3 separate regions of the Mus musculus genome follow, and regions 1 and 3 are each linked to region 2. A link is a contact called in public Hi-C and Micro-C data. All regions are on one chromosome and are shown on one strand. The core of a region is the stretch at or near the end of the contact, and the rest is flanking DNA. Distances in the headings are between cores, read along the strand shown. Region 1 overlaps Fstl1 (follistatin-like 1). Region 2 holds the start of Maats1 (MYCBP-associated, testis expressed 1). Region 3 holds the start of Fstl1 (follistatin-like 1).

Region 1 (4,328 bases), core at 470-2,969, 530 kb before region 2:
GTCCAAGGTGACAGTGACATCATTTCGCAGGGGAAACTGAAAATAAATCACCCCCTGTAGTGACAGTCGCTTCCTGTTACACAGCACATGGCGCGGCTCAGTTAATTCTCAAGACAATTCTAACCTTCAATGTTTTATGTCTGCACCCAAGGAAGGGGGTTGCAAGAGAATACTCGTGGCAGATAAAGAAGGGGGCTGGGTATGAGTGCTGCATATGGGATCTAAACGCCTTACACTTGCTATTGTAACATCCATATTCCCATTATAGTTTCCCTAACCTTAATGCATACGGATGTAAGAATCAACCAAACATAAAGGAATCATTTGCCTTTGGTTGGAGGAACATCCAACTCTATCGCTTTTTGTTACTGGGCCTCTCAAGTCAGCTTTCCTACCTGTAAAAGAGGGATAATATGACTCTGGAATTAGGAACATATAGAGCGCTTAAGTAGCACCAACCATAGTAGGTCACTTTGAGGGAAGCCAGGTGTTTACAAATGGATTCTTAGTTACCCGTGGGCTGAATAGAGGTTTCTCTCTCTCTCTCTCTCTCTCTCTCTCTCTCTTTTTAGTTTGGGGAACTTAGGCAAATTATTTGACCTTTTGGGGCCTCAAATTGCTCGTTTGTAAAATGGAGCTAATAATCATATGCATGCTCTTCTCAGGTTAGCCATGCAGTAAGGTGAAATGCTGTGTGTGAAAACATTCACGTTTTTAATTGCACTCTTCAAGTACTAGTTGTTAGGGTGAAAGAAAAAGGTGTTCTCCTCCAAACATAACGTCAGTGAGCTACCTGTGCAAATGACTTGGGTTGAATTCAGATTCCACATAATAGTGTTTATTAGGAATATTTACCACAGTAGGAGAGAAGAGGGGGTAGCTCATTGGGTAAAAACACTTGTAGCCAGGCCAGAGGGCCAGAGGTCAATCTCTGGAACTCACCCGATGGAAAGAGAACCCCCCCCACACACACACACACACCCAAAAAGCCATCCTCTGACCTCCACAAACTTGCCCTGACTGGTGTGCCCCTCCCACACACCAATAACTAAACAATAAACATGCACATGAGACAAGATGAGGCTCTGAACTCGGCAGGATCTTCTGCAAGCAGCCCTGTAAGGTGTCCCCTTGATCATGCTCGCCCCCTCCCCCACCCACCATTTTCTCCTGCCCCACAGACGAGGAGATGTGTAGTTTAAAGGATCAGAGGGACTAGTTAAGTACACACTGGGAACATTTGAGTTTTTCCTTGAATGCAGACATATGCCAAAGCTCACTGATTTGTGCATTTGTGTATCTTCAGCTCCTGTGATAGGCCCAGGGGTTAAAGTGTTCAGCTCAGGGAAGTTGAAGAGGCCACTGGAATTGTCTTTTATAACAATCAGCACTGTCTTTTTCTATTCCCTTCTGGCTCTGCTTTTTGCTCGGAGACACAGCTCCCACAAGAGGGAGAGCCCTGTCTGTCTGAAGAGTTTGCTCAATTTTATTCCCCCTCTCTGTTTAGGAAACAAAGATCTAAATCCATCCTCCACCCTTCTGGGAATTACTTCCTCTTTTCTTCACTGTCTGCCAGCTTTTTTGAATTCTCCTTAGCAACATTTTAAAAAAAAAAATTAGTTTAGCAACAGCATTTAAGCCAATGAGATCTGAGCATGCAAATGAGTTCTAGACCAATGAGAGCTCTGCATGGCAGGCAAGGGGGCTTATGGGAGACAAGAATAACCTGGAGTTTGCAGAGCAGCCTCCAAGTGGCAGCAGAGCAGCTATTATGGACCCATCACCTCTCAAGCCTCTACTTTGTTTCCGTGTGTGTGTGTGTGTGTGTGTGTGTGTGTGTGTGTGTGTGTGTGTGTGTGTGTGTGTGTCTGGTTCCCCCGTTTAAAACATTTACTGTTACAGTAAGCCTTGTAGGTATGAGTTCTTTAGATACACTGTAGGCAAGGGCTGGAAATGTGGACTTTGCTGTTACCCAAGTCATTCGTAGGCCTCTTCTGTCTTTGTTGTTTTGTAACCAGCTCCAGCCCAGTCGTCTAAGGCCTGGAAGCCTTGGGTGATTCAGCCAGCCCAGCCTGGCGGAACAGAGGCCCCGGGGGAATCCCTGTCTTTGTTTATCCACCACTACCACAGAGCTGGGGGGTGAATGTCGTGGGAGTAAAGGAATGTACCACCAACAAACTGGTCCTATCACAATCCACATGTGGCATACAGACCTTCCTCTCCCTGCAGTTCTGTAACATCTGTCTGAACAGGAAACCTGACCAGCAAGAAGCTTGGGGGCCATACTCTTTTTGGAGTGGGTTTGGTCCTCTTCATCTTGTAGCCTGGGTACACACAGAGAGTGGCTGGATATCATAGCATATCCACATGGTGACCATCCTTCGGTCCTTTCAGATGGTATTGCAGTAAATACCTTGGTGTTAAGATGTCTGGATGTGTCTCCAGTGTTTCCATTTCTTCCTAGCTTAGACTTCTCATCCTTAAAGAGACAGTTAAGGTGTGGAATCTTCAGAAAGGGCCATCTGATTCTCCCATACACCCCTGCTCCCCAGAGCACCCACTGTGGCCCTTCCGTATATGTGTTCCTCCCTGAGAGTCACAGAGTTCATGAGATCAAAGATTGCCCTGTGTAGCTCTAGCCCTTAGCATAGTGCTGGCTTTATCACAAATGCTCAAACCGTATTTTTTTTTAATGAGGAAGGATGCAAGAAAGTCACTCTTCACAGGGGAACAATCTTCAGTGCCTGTACCTGAGCCAGAACAATGCCTGTGAGTCTGATGCTAAAAGATAACTTTTGGCACACGGAAGCCCCAAGCCTGAAAGGTCATTACCACCAATGTTTCATCCTGTGATGGGCTCATCTCAGTAACGTGGCATCCTTTATGATCTGTGTTTTAGGAGGAACCTAGAAGCAAATCCAAGATCTGCGCCAATGTGTTTTGTGGAGCTGGCAGGGAATGTGCCGTCACAGAGAAGGGGGAGCCCACGTGCCTCTGCATTGAGGTGAGTCCTGGTGTCAGGCATGGGGGGTGCTGACTGTTTAGGGGGTCCTTGAGAACTTGCTCAGTAGGAGATGCGCTTGCTGCCATCACAGCCTCAGGACCTACACAGATGACTGGCATGGCAGCAGGAGGCACTGACCGCAGTGCTGGGCGAGAGGAGGCAAATCCATGGAGTTCACTGACTAACCATTCCAGCCAAATCATGAGCTCCAGGCATAGTGATAACTCTATCTCAGAAAGTTATACTGAAAACAACCAAGGACAACACAATATGGATCTTTGGCCTCAATACATACATGAACACCAAAAAAGAAAGAAAAAGAAAAAAAAAGAAAAAAAAATGATGTTAACAAGAAAATAGAACCAGTCTGGTTGTCCATCAGCATATGAACAGATGATGGAAATGTGGGACATATAGACAATGAATAATTATTCAGGGCTGGAGAGATGGCTCAGTGATTAAGAGCACTGACAGCTCTTCCAGAGGTCCTGAGTTCAAAGAGGTCCTAGGGGCTCACTACTATCTGTAATGGGATCCAATGCCCTCTACTGGTGTGACAGTACGCTCACATACATAAAATAATAGTTTTTAAAATGATATAAAAAGAAATATTATTTATCTTTAAAGAAAAATGAAATGTGTAGGAAAATAGATGGACCTAGAAGGTGTACTATTAAGTGAGATGATTCAGGCTCAGGAAGAAAAACAAAACGCATGTTCTCCTTCCCATGTGGATCCTAGACCACACATATAACACAGAGAGGTGTACAGGAGGGTACAGTTGAGGTTGAGAGAGGAAGGGGTGCTACGATGCAGTCATCGGTGAGGTAGGATGGACAGAGGGACGCATGAGTCATGAAAGGATGTACATCAATATTTTGTCTAGTTTCTAGTCTGTCATAGTTTCTACCTTTTGAATTTTGGGTTTATTTGTTTTTGTGCTGCATCTGAAGGAGCAAGAATTGTGTAGTTTTCCATACGAATCCAACGTGTGTCCATCCTTTGAGATAGTGGTTGTGATAGTTGAACAATCTTTGTAATTCCACTGACTGCTGGTGTAACAAGAGGTCACATGGCTAGTCACAAGTATATTCGTCACATTGACCCACTTTGAAAAAGTGACCTAAAAAAAATGTTCTGAGGGGAGACTCTGTAAGAGTAAATGGTTCCTTTTTTCCTTCAACTTAAAACTCTATGAAGTCACTCCATTGCAGTGTTACTTAATATGTAAACTGTATTGCAATACATGAAATTAGGTATGGTATTACATTTTAAACTTTTCTTTAAATTAAAAAGTTACTAATTGTTTGTGTGTTAAATAGCA
Region 2 (4,316 bases), core at 1,325-3,824:
TGTGAGGCCTGAGAGATGGCTCAGCTGTTAGGAGCACTTGTTGTTCTAGCTACTAGCAGAAGAACATGGTGGCTCACAACCATCCGTAATGAGATCTGATGCCCTCTTCTGGAATGTCTGAAGACAGCTACAGTGTAAGTAAGTATCTGCAATTTGTATGTTCAATTCCCAGAACCCACAAGGTGGTTCACAATCATCTGTAACTCCAGATCCAGGGAACCTCATGCTCTTTTCTGACTCCCGAGAGTACCAGGTACACATGTGGTACAGTTACAGACATGTAGGCAAACACTCATACACATTAAATAAATAAGTAACTTAAAAAAAAATCAACCAACATGACACTAAGTGGCTTTCAGAGAAAGAAATGTAATTTCCCAAGTAGATTTTTCTCAGGGGACACACATACCCTGGCTGAACATTTATTAGATTTATTTCATAAGACAGACGCAAGAAAAAACAAAGTAGACCACTGGACAGAACATGTGTGGTGGTTTGAATAAGTATGGCCTCCATAGGTTCATGTGTTTGAATGCTTGGCACATGGGGAGTGGAATTATTCTGAGGTGTGGCCCAGTTGGAGTAGGTATGGCCTTATTGAAGGAAGTTTTGTCAGTTTGTAGGTGGGCTTTGAGGTCCTCTATGCTCAAGCTCCACCCAGTGTGACACAGAGTCTCTCCCTGTAGCCTGTGGATCAGCATGTATATATAACTCTCAGCTCTGTCCCCAGCATCATATCAGCCTGGATGCTGCCATGCTTCCCGCCATGACAATGATGGACTAAACCTCTGAACTGTAAGCCAGCCTCAGTGAAATGTTTTCCTTTTAAGAGTTGTCCTGGTCATGGTGTCTGTTCACAGCAATAAGATCCTAAGATGGAAGTGTTGTACTGGCTAGTTTTGTGTGTCAATTTGAGTTTAGAGTCATCAGAGAGGAAAGGGCGTCAGTTCAGAAAATGCCTCCATGAGATCCAGACGTAAGGCCTTTTCTCAATTAGTGATCAGTAGGGGAGGGCCCATCCCATGGTAGGTGGTGCCATTTCTGGGCTGGTGGTCCTGTGTTCTATAAGAAAGGAGGCTGAGCAAGCCATGGAGGGCAAGCCATGAAGAGCAAGCCACAGAGAGCAAGCAACAATATCCAAGGCCTCTGCATCAGCTCCTGCCTCCAGTTTCCTGCTCTGCTTGAGTTCCTGTCCTGGCTTCCTTTGGTGATGAACAGCAATGTAGAAGTGTAAGCTAAATAAACCCTTTCCCTCCCAACTTGCTTTTTGATCATGATGTTTTGTCCCAGCAATAGAAAAGCTAACTAAGAGAGCATGCAGTCGGTAATTACACAGCCCAATCCAAGAAAACAGGTTTTCAGAAGAGATTCTGGAGATCCAAAGGAAATACCATAAGGCTGAAAATTATGCAGGGCTCAGGTGACAGCCTGTTTCTACAGAGGGAAAAAATCAGAAAAAGAAAGCATCGTGCTTAAATGGTTGCACTTGTTGTGGTATAAATCCAGTAGTCTAGTTAACACTTTTATACATAATACTGTGTACAGTATTGTAATAGGCTCAAGAGGATGACAGACATGTGTGAACCAGAACTTAAGGTCTGGAGAGGAAGACCACAAATGGAAAATCAGGGCATAACATAAACCGGAATTTAATTGGTCCTAGGGGAATGGGTGCACTGAGTTTATCAACAATGTTTTGATTAACAGAAGGTTGGAGAAAGAGGGGAGGAGGAAGAGGAGGAAACCACTGAAAACAAACATGAAGCCAACTGGAACCTCTTTACCCAGAACCCCAAATTTGGATTTGTCAGAACCTGGGGCAGGAAAATCACTATCACTTTCACTGGACATGTGTGTTTGAATGCATTGCGTGCCTCTCCAGCTCTGCAAATCACTTCACACTTTCTTTCTTTCTTTCTTTCTTTTTTTTTTTTTTTTTTTTTTTTTTTGGTTTTTTTCAAGACAGGGTTTCTCTGTGTAGCCCTGGTTGTCCTGGAACTCACTTTGTAGACCAGGCTGGCCTCGCACTCAGAAATTCACCTGCCTCTGCCTCCCAAGTGCTGGGATTAAAGGCATGCACCACCCGGCTCACTTCACACTTTTATGAATGTGCACCTGAATGATTGAAACCAGACTAGGTTTCAGGAAGATTAAATTATCAGAGGGAAAAGGGGTGACCCCCGTCTGGCACTTGGAGAAGCTGCGCACACCTGTGGCTTCCGAAGTGCTGCAGAGCGCGTGGCCCACAGCGTACTTGGGACTTAGGGCTCCCACCTGTGCGGTCCAGAGCCAGAGGGTTTGTCCTGGAGCTTGTTTTTTAGCACACCCTACCAGGTTACATTAGCTCCCAGGAGGAGTGGGCAGTCCTTACCGTACAGGTAATCGTACGTTCGATTGGCGAATCCGCCCTTGGCCCTCCGCACCTCTCTGCATTGATACGGAATCCTCTGATCATTGGGCCTGGGTTCCTGGATGGTCACTGTCTGGCTCATGGTGCTGCCTTTTTCCCTCCCGCCAGCAGAAAAACAGCTATGGGAGGCTTGGTAGCTGTGTACACCGTAGCTATGGCAACCGCAGAAGCACGCAGGGATAAGGGGCGGGGCGAGTTTCAGGAGGCGGGGAGGCGGGGCGGAGAAGTGAAAGGGCAGGGGGAAAGGCTCTGGGGGCAGTTTGAAGAGGCAGAAAGGAGCGACAGAGTAGATTTTGGGATACAGGGTGAACAAACCTGGCAGAATGAAGAGGCAAGACGTGGGGCGACCTGAGGAGCTGGGTACTGGAAGGGAATAGTCAAGAGAAAGGGAAAATCTAGCATGGAAAGAAGCAGGGCCAGGAAGAAGAGGCTAAGGGATAGGGATTCTGCCCAATAGAGCTGACGTCAGATGCTGGGGAAAGGGCTACTTGAGAAAACCAAGAGCTATTTGCTAGTGACCGCCCTTGCCGCCAGTATCTTCTAGAAATCCATGGGAAATCTCTTCACCTGCTAGAATTGGGTACTTTCATTTCTTCTTTTCCTTTCCCTTTCCTTTTCCTTCTTTTCTTTCTTTCTTTCTTTCTTTCTTTCTTTCTTTCTTTCTTTCTTTCTTTCTTTCTTTCTTTCTCCTTCCTTCCTTTCTTCCTTTCTTTCTTTCTTTCCTTCTTTCTTTTTGGTTTTTCGAGACAGGGTTTCTCTGTGTAGCTCTGGCTATCCTGGAACTCACTTTGTAGACCAGGCTGTCCTCGAACTCAGAAATCCCGCCTGCCTCTGCCTCCCAAATGCTGGGATTAAAGGCGTGCACCACCAAGCCTGGCGGTACTTTCATTTCTGAAAGCCTCTTTCCACAAGGTGGAGAAATCCAAGTTCCTGTGTGTTGGGCCTTGGAGCAGTATAAAAGCGGACATTGGCTTCTGTAATAGGAACTCTATCTCCAGGCTGCTGCTCTTGGTATTATGGTGCATGCGTAGTCTCTGCTTTAAATAGATAAATAAATAAATAAATCCTGCAATGAAAACTAGAGAGGCAGAAATGGGTCAGCTTTTGCCCATGATCCATTCTTCTTTTAAAAAGAAATTTCATAGTATCATTTTACCTTAAAATTAGCCAACGCCTCGAACTAATATTGTTCATTTATTTATTCATTCATTATTTTTGTGGCATTGGGAATTGAATTTAGGGTCTCACATATGCTATAAGCACTCTACTACTGAGATACACACTAGTCCAAAATAATCTCGCTATTATCACTAACAAAGTTAATTCTAATCTTTTTTTTTAAGATTTATTTATTATTATATGTAAGTACACTGTAGCTGTCTTCAGACACCCCAGAAGAAGGCATCAGATCTCATTAGGGATGGTTGTGAGACACCATGTGGTTGCTGGGATTTGTACTCAGGACCTTCGGAAGAGCAATCAGTGCTCTTAACCGCTGAGCCATCTCTCCAGCCCAATTCTAATCATGTTGAGAGAACTCTACACAGGGGCTGATTCCCTTTGTCTTATAAGGGAGGGGCCACTGTCTGTCCTTGACTCTGAGTAGGAAAGAGTGATGGGTGATAGAGACAGTGATAGAGACAGTGTTGCCCTTTAAGCCAAAGGGAGTGAGACATTCTTAGTTCTTGTCCTTAAGAATTTTGTACTATTTGGTCTTTTTCACATTGCCCATGGGAAATGAGATTCTGGAAACTTGTATAATGCCCTGCTGCAAGTGATAAAATGTCCTTTATCTGTAGCCCAGGAGTTTGATAGTTTCAGCCATCACATATGAACTGGCTTGCAAATGTGGTAAAACTCAGACTTTCCAGGCATCCAGAAATCAGAGAACATTGTATGATATGTA
Region 3 (4,061 bases), core at 686-3,185, 560 kb before region 2:
GCCAATGGGGGGCATTTATGCTCTGTTCATCTTGATCCAACAAATAGGAAGGCATGTAACACCTGACTGCTGAGCTTCAAAGAATGCATCATTCTCTCTGTGTTCTATTTTCCTTTCTGTTGCTGTGATAAAAGACATCGACCAAAAGCAACTTAGGGGGAGTGTATTTCATCTCAGAGGTCACAGTCCATCACTGAGGAGAGTCACAGCAGAAAGATCCCCAAGTGGGAACCTGGAGCAGAAATCTGGGAGGGATGCTGCTTGCAGGCTTGCTTGCAGGCTCATGCATAGCTAGCTTTCTAGCCCAGGACCAGGTGCCTACAGAATGGCACCACCCACAGTGGGCTAGGTCCTCCAACATCAACTATCAAGTCAATGCCTCCACAGACATAGGCCCGTCTAATAGGCAATTCTTCTCTTAGCTTCAGGCTATGTCAACTCAACAATCAAAACTAACTAGCACACCCCTCTTAAGTATAGAGGGCAGTGACTATTTATTTATTTATTTTTATTCATTAATTTTGCTTTTTCATGCAGCTAATTTTTACACAAGCAGGTTTTCCAACTCTCCCTGTACCTATGGGGTGTGTTTGATTCTGGGGTTCAGCAGTAGCAAACCCATTGCAGCCCCTGCTGTTTTAAAGCCATGGCCAACATTCCAATATGACCCATAACAGAGTTTACATTTTTGTTTCCATCTGTGTAGCACTCGGGCTATCTCAGTGTGGAATTTAGGCATAATTTTGAAACCTTCAGCTGTAGGTATTCAGCAGACCTCGGTAGACGATAAACTAAGACAAGTTCAGAGCACACCATGATACCTGGTATGATGAGAGCATCGGGGTGTGTGGCAAAGAAGGTGAAGAGAAGACGAAAAGGTTCGGCCACGGGGTGAAATGGAGTGCTTACAAGGAAGGCAGAAAGGTTGGATTTGGTGTGGGAGAAGAAAGTGGATGAAGTATCTCAGTGAATGAAGATGTGACACGGTACTGTCTAAACCCCAGAGCGAAAGAACATGGCGGTTAGTTTTCAGTGCTGTCAAGAATGGGCTGAGCAGGTAGAAAGTGGGAGTCGGCAACCAGAGGTTGAAATGTGTCACACAGAGATTTATTTTTGACCGCCAGAGATAGGGAAGCCAGGGCAGGAAAGAGATTGGGGATCCACACTCTTATTATAGGGGCGGCACACCTTTGAAGACCTCTGGGGAAAGAAACACTGGTGGAGATCAAAGGCTCAAAGAGGGACTTTTCCAGAAATGGCCAAGGTGCTAACGGGAGATTGGTGAGATGGAGAGGGGTTAGAGTTCCTGGGTTGGAGGGAAGCATATAAAAATGCTGCAGAGCAGGGCACTTGCCCCCTCTCCCTAGTACACCCACAGTTGACCGCAAAGTAGCTTTCTGCTCACCAGCCCATCTTGGGCTCCTATGCCTGCTTCCTTCTTGGGCTGTAGTAATACCTTCACATCCTCTACTCTCCCTTTTCCCTTTCAACAAGGAAGGGTGGCTCTGGGATGCTTAGGTTCGAGTCCCAGCCCTGGCATGGATGCCCACTGTACTGTCCATCTGGTTGTCACTGCAGTCCTCAGCGAGTTCCTTCTGTTACCCACCCCCACCCACCCCCCCGCTGCCGCAGGCCAGCGCCCCTCCCGGGCGTGGGATTTCTGTGATTTCCCCCGCCTTTGTTTCAGGGTCCCCTGAGACACGGACACCCAGTGCCTTCTCTTGAGATATCTGAAGATTCTTGGTTGGGGTCTAGGAGAGGACGGGGATGCCTGCGGTGCATGGACGCTCCTGGGCTACTGGCGGGGGCCGGGAGGAGGGAGCGCAGCGGGAGCCGCGGGGGCAGCGCTGCAGAAGGGGAGGAGAATAGGGAGGAGCTGGGGGGCCGGAGGGCGGGGAAGGAGGGGTCTTAAGGGGCGGCGAGCCCAGGTCGGACTTCCTCGGAGCCTGGTGATAAGCGACGCTCCCACCTTCGCCTCTAACTCGCTGCCGCCACCCTGCCCAGTGTCCTCCGGAGTCCCGGACCCGAGCACGGTGAGCGCGGTGCAGAGGCCGGGCCGCTGCGGGCACCGAGGGTGCTGGGAGGAGGGGGATGAATCTGTGGGACCCGAAGAAGTTTCTAGGGTCTGAGCGGGGCCCAGCGCCTTCACTCTCACCCTCTTCTCTCTTCCGCAGATGTGGAAACGATGGCTGGCGCTCTCGCTGGTGACCATCGCCCTGGTCCACGGCGAGGTAGGTGACCGGTCTCTGGGGTTTGCGCCCCAGCGGTCGAGTGTGCACTCTAGGGATGCTCTCTGGGGGTGGGACTGAAGGTCCCCCAGCCTTACGATGGAGTGGGATTCTGGCACGCTAGGAGCAGAAATTCTACCTAACAAACTTAGATCTCAATTCTTGAAATAGTTTGGGCCAAAAGCTGGAGCCCCACCACGCCTAATATGGAGGGAGGCTGGGGAGTGGGGAGAGAGGACAGACTGGGTGGATAGGAGCAGAGGCGGCGGCCAGAGCAGCCGCAGAGTTCAAAAAGGCGCCTTGAGTTCTGTTCACTTCAGAGGAAACAGAATAGTTACGGACTTTTTCTTTCCAAGTCTTTCCTAGCCGGGGGGGGGGGGGGGGGGCACTTAAAAGTTTTTTTTTTTAACAGCAAAATGAAATTTCCTTTCTTCTTCATAGAGTGAATTGAGATTTCCTGAAATGCATTTTCTTCTTTGTAAAATGTCCTGGATTTTTGTTGTTGTCATTGTTATTATCTGGGCCCTATAAGAGTCTTTTATAATCCAAATTTCCCCTTAAACTCGGTTGAGCAAATGCAGGAATCTGCGGCTCTACCCTTTGGGGGCCTCTGGTTTCCAGCTAAAATATGTAGAGTCTCTCTCTCTCTCTCTCTCTCTCTCTCTCTCTCTCTCTCTCTCTCTTGTTTTCTTTTCAACTCCAGTGACCTTCCTGAGACACTACAAACAAACCAACAAACCCTATGGCACAAGCCCCTCCATTAACTCAAAGGTTTAGGGACAGAAAATAAACAATTCTAAATTCCCTGGGCTCCAGTCTCCAGAAAAGTGAGGTCAGAAACTAAACATTTGATAATTGTGGCAGGAAATGTGGAAAGAATTAAAACGCATGAGAGAGAAGAAATGGAATGCACATTACAAAAGAAATAGCTCCCTGGTGGGTGGTTTATAGCCCCTCAGAGTTTTTCTTTCACTTTACAGTTTAGCCCCACCCTTTGCATCACAGCTTGAGTCAATCCCAGAATTAATAAATGCACACAGTCTTCAGGACTTTAAACACACACACACACACACACACACACACACACACACACACACACGCACACACTGTACTGGTGTGTGTTCCTTTAATTCACTGTATCACTGATTGAGGTAGAAGCAGTCTATTTTTATTTCTAGAGAAATAAAAGCAGCAAGTATTTATTAGGTAGCTACTACTTGTATTAAGATTCTACTTTAATCATAGGGGAACTGAGTCAGGGAAGTTTGTGCAACTTACAAAATAAGTTATAGTAGTGAGGGCAAGATGCAAACCCAAGCCGTCTGGCTCCAGACTCCAGACAATTCATCACTACCTGGCCCGCTTACAAACATGAGGGCTTAGGATTTTACCAAGTGTTTTGTGTCTGCTCGGATCACTTCTAGCATTTCTTTTAAAGCCTCTCAGCCCTGTGAGTTGGGCTTTGTTAGTTCCGTTTTACAGAGCAGGGAACAAAGTTAAGGAAACTCATTAAATGGCCCGTGTTCAGATAACTGATTAGCTTTGGAAGTGGATCAGTATGTGACCCCCTCCCTCTACCTTTCAGATACGCCTTGAGCCCCGTTTGCCCCTCAGCCATTTTCTTTGAGTGGAGGAAATAGCCTCGGTTTTTAACTCTGGTTAAAGAATGCTCCTCCATCCTTGTGATGGCCCTCAACACCGTTAGCCAGTGGCTCTCACCTTTAATTCCAACACGTGGGAAGCAAAGGCAGGTAGAGCTTTGTGAGTTCAAAGCCAGCCTGGTCTACCTAGTGAGTTTCATAACAGCTAGGGCTAAACAGTGAGACCCTGATG

Evidence for each region. A called contact is a pair of places that touch in the nucleus more often than the background predicts.
Region 1: a contact with region 2 is called in a Hi-C map of the N1E-115 cell line, with 4 times the contacts expected there. The contact joins the enhancer-like site here to the promoter of Maats1 in region 2. A contact is called at or near these places in 9 of 39 promoter capture datasets (the 3T3-L1 cell line, 3T3-L1-derived adipocytes, the HPC-7 cell line and 5 more), 1 of 15 datasets of contacts at CTCF or cohesin (pro-B cells), 2 of 484 Hi-C or Micro-C datasets (the Ba/F3 cell line and the N1E-115 cell line) and 2 of 115 datasets of contacts at active chromatin or transcription factors (embryonic forebrain and stem cell-derived neural progenitor cells).
Region 3: a Micro-C map of embryonic stem cells shows a contact between it and region 2, with 4 times the contacts expected there. The contact joins the promoter of Fstl1 here to the promoter of Maats1 in region 2. A contact is called at or near these places in 7 of 39 promoter capture datasets (the 3T3-L1 cell line, 3T3-L1-derived adipocytes, cranial neural crest and 3 more) and 1 of 484 Hi-C or Micro-C datasets (embryonic stem cells).

Annotation. Positions count from the first base shown.
Region 1 is chr16:37,812,807-37,817,134 of GRCm38.p6, forward strand. It overlaps Fstl1 (follistatin-like 1), which reads left to right. Exons shown (of 11, transcript NM_008047.5): 3 at 2,900-3,004. Among named protein-coding and RNA genes, the nearest start is that of Gm41452, 35 kb to the right of the region's middle. Within about 2 kb of position 1,720, at least 176 of the 459 cell types and tissues checked have an H3K27ac peak or open chromatin away from gene starts, as enhancers often do. A contact at or near this core is called in 3T3-L1-derived adipocytes, the Ba/F3 cell line, the N1E-115 cell line and 2 more, where this site is marked.
Region 2 is chr16:38,339,286-38,343,601 of GRCm38.p6, forward strand. Maats1 (MYCBP-associated, testis expressed 1) reads right to left here and starts at 2,575. Exons shown (of 17, transcript NM_001081025.1): 1 at 2,372-2,575. The coding sequence starts at 2,492.
Region 3 is chr16:37,775,120-37,779,180 of GRCm38.p6, forward strand. Fstl1 (follistatin-like 1) reads left to right here and starts at 1,936. Exons shown (of 11, transcript NM_008047.5): 1 at 1,936-2,033; 2 at 2,175-2,231. The coding sequence starts at 2,175.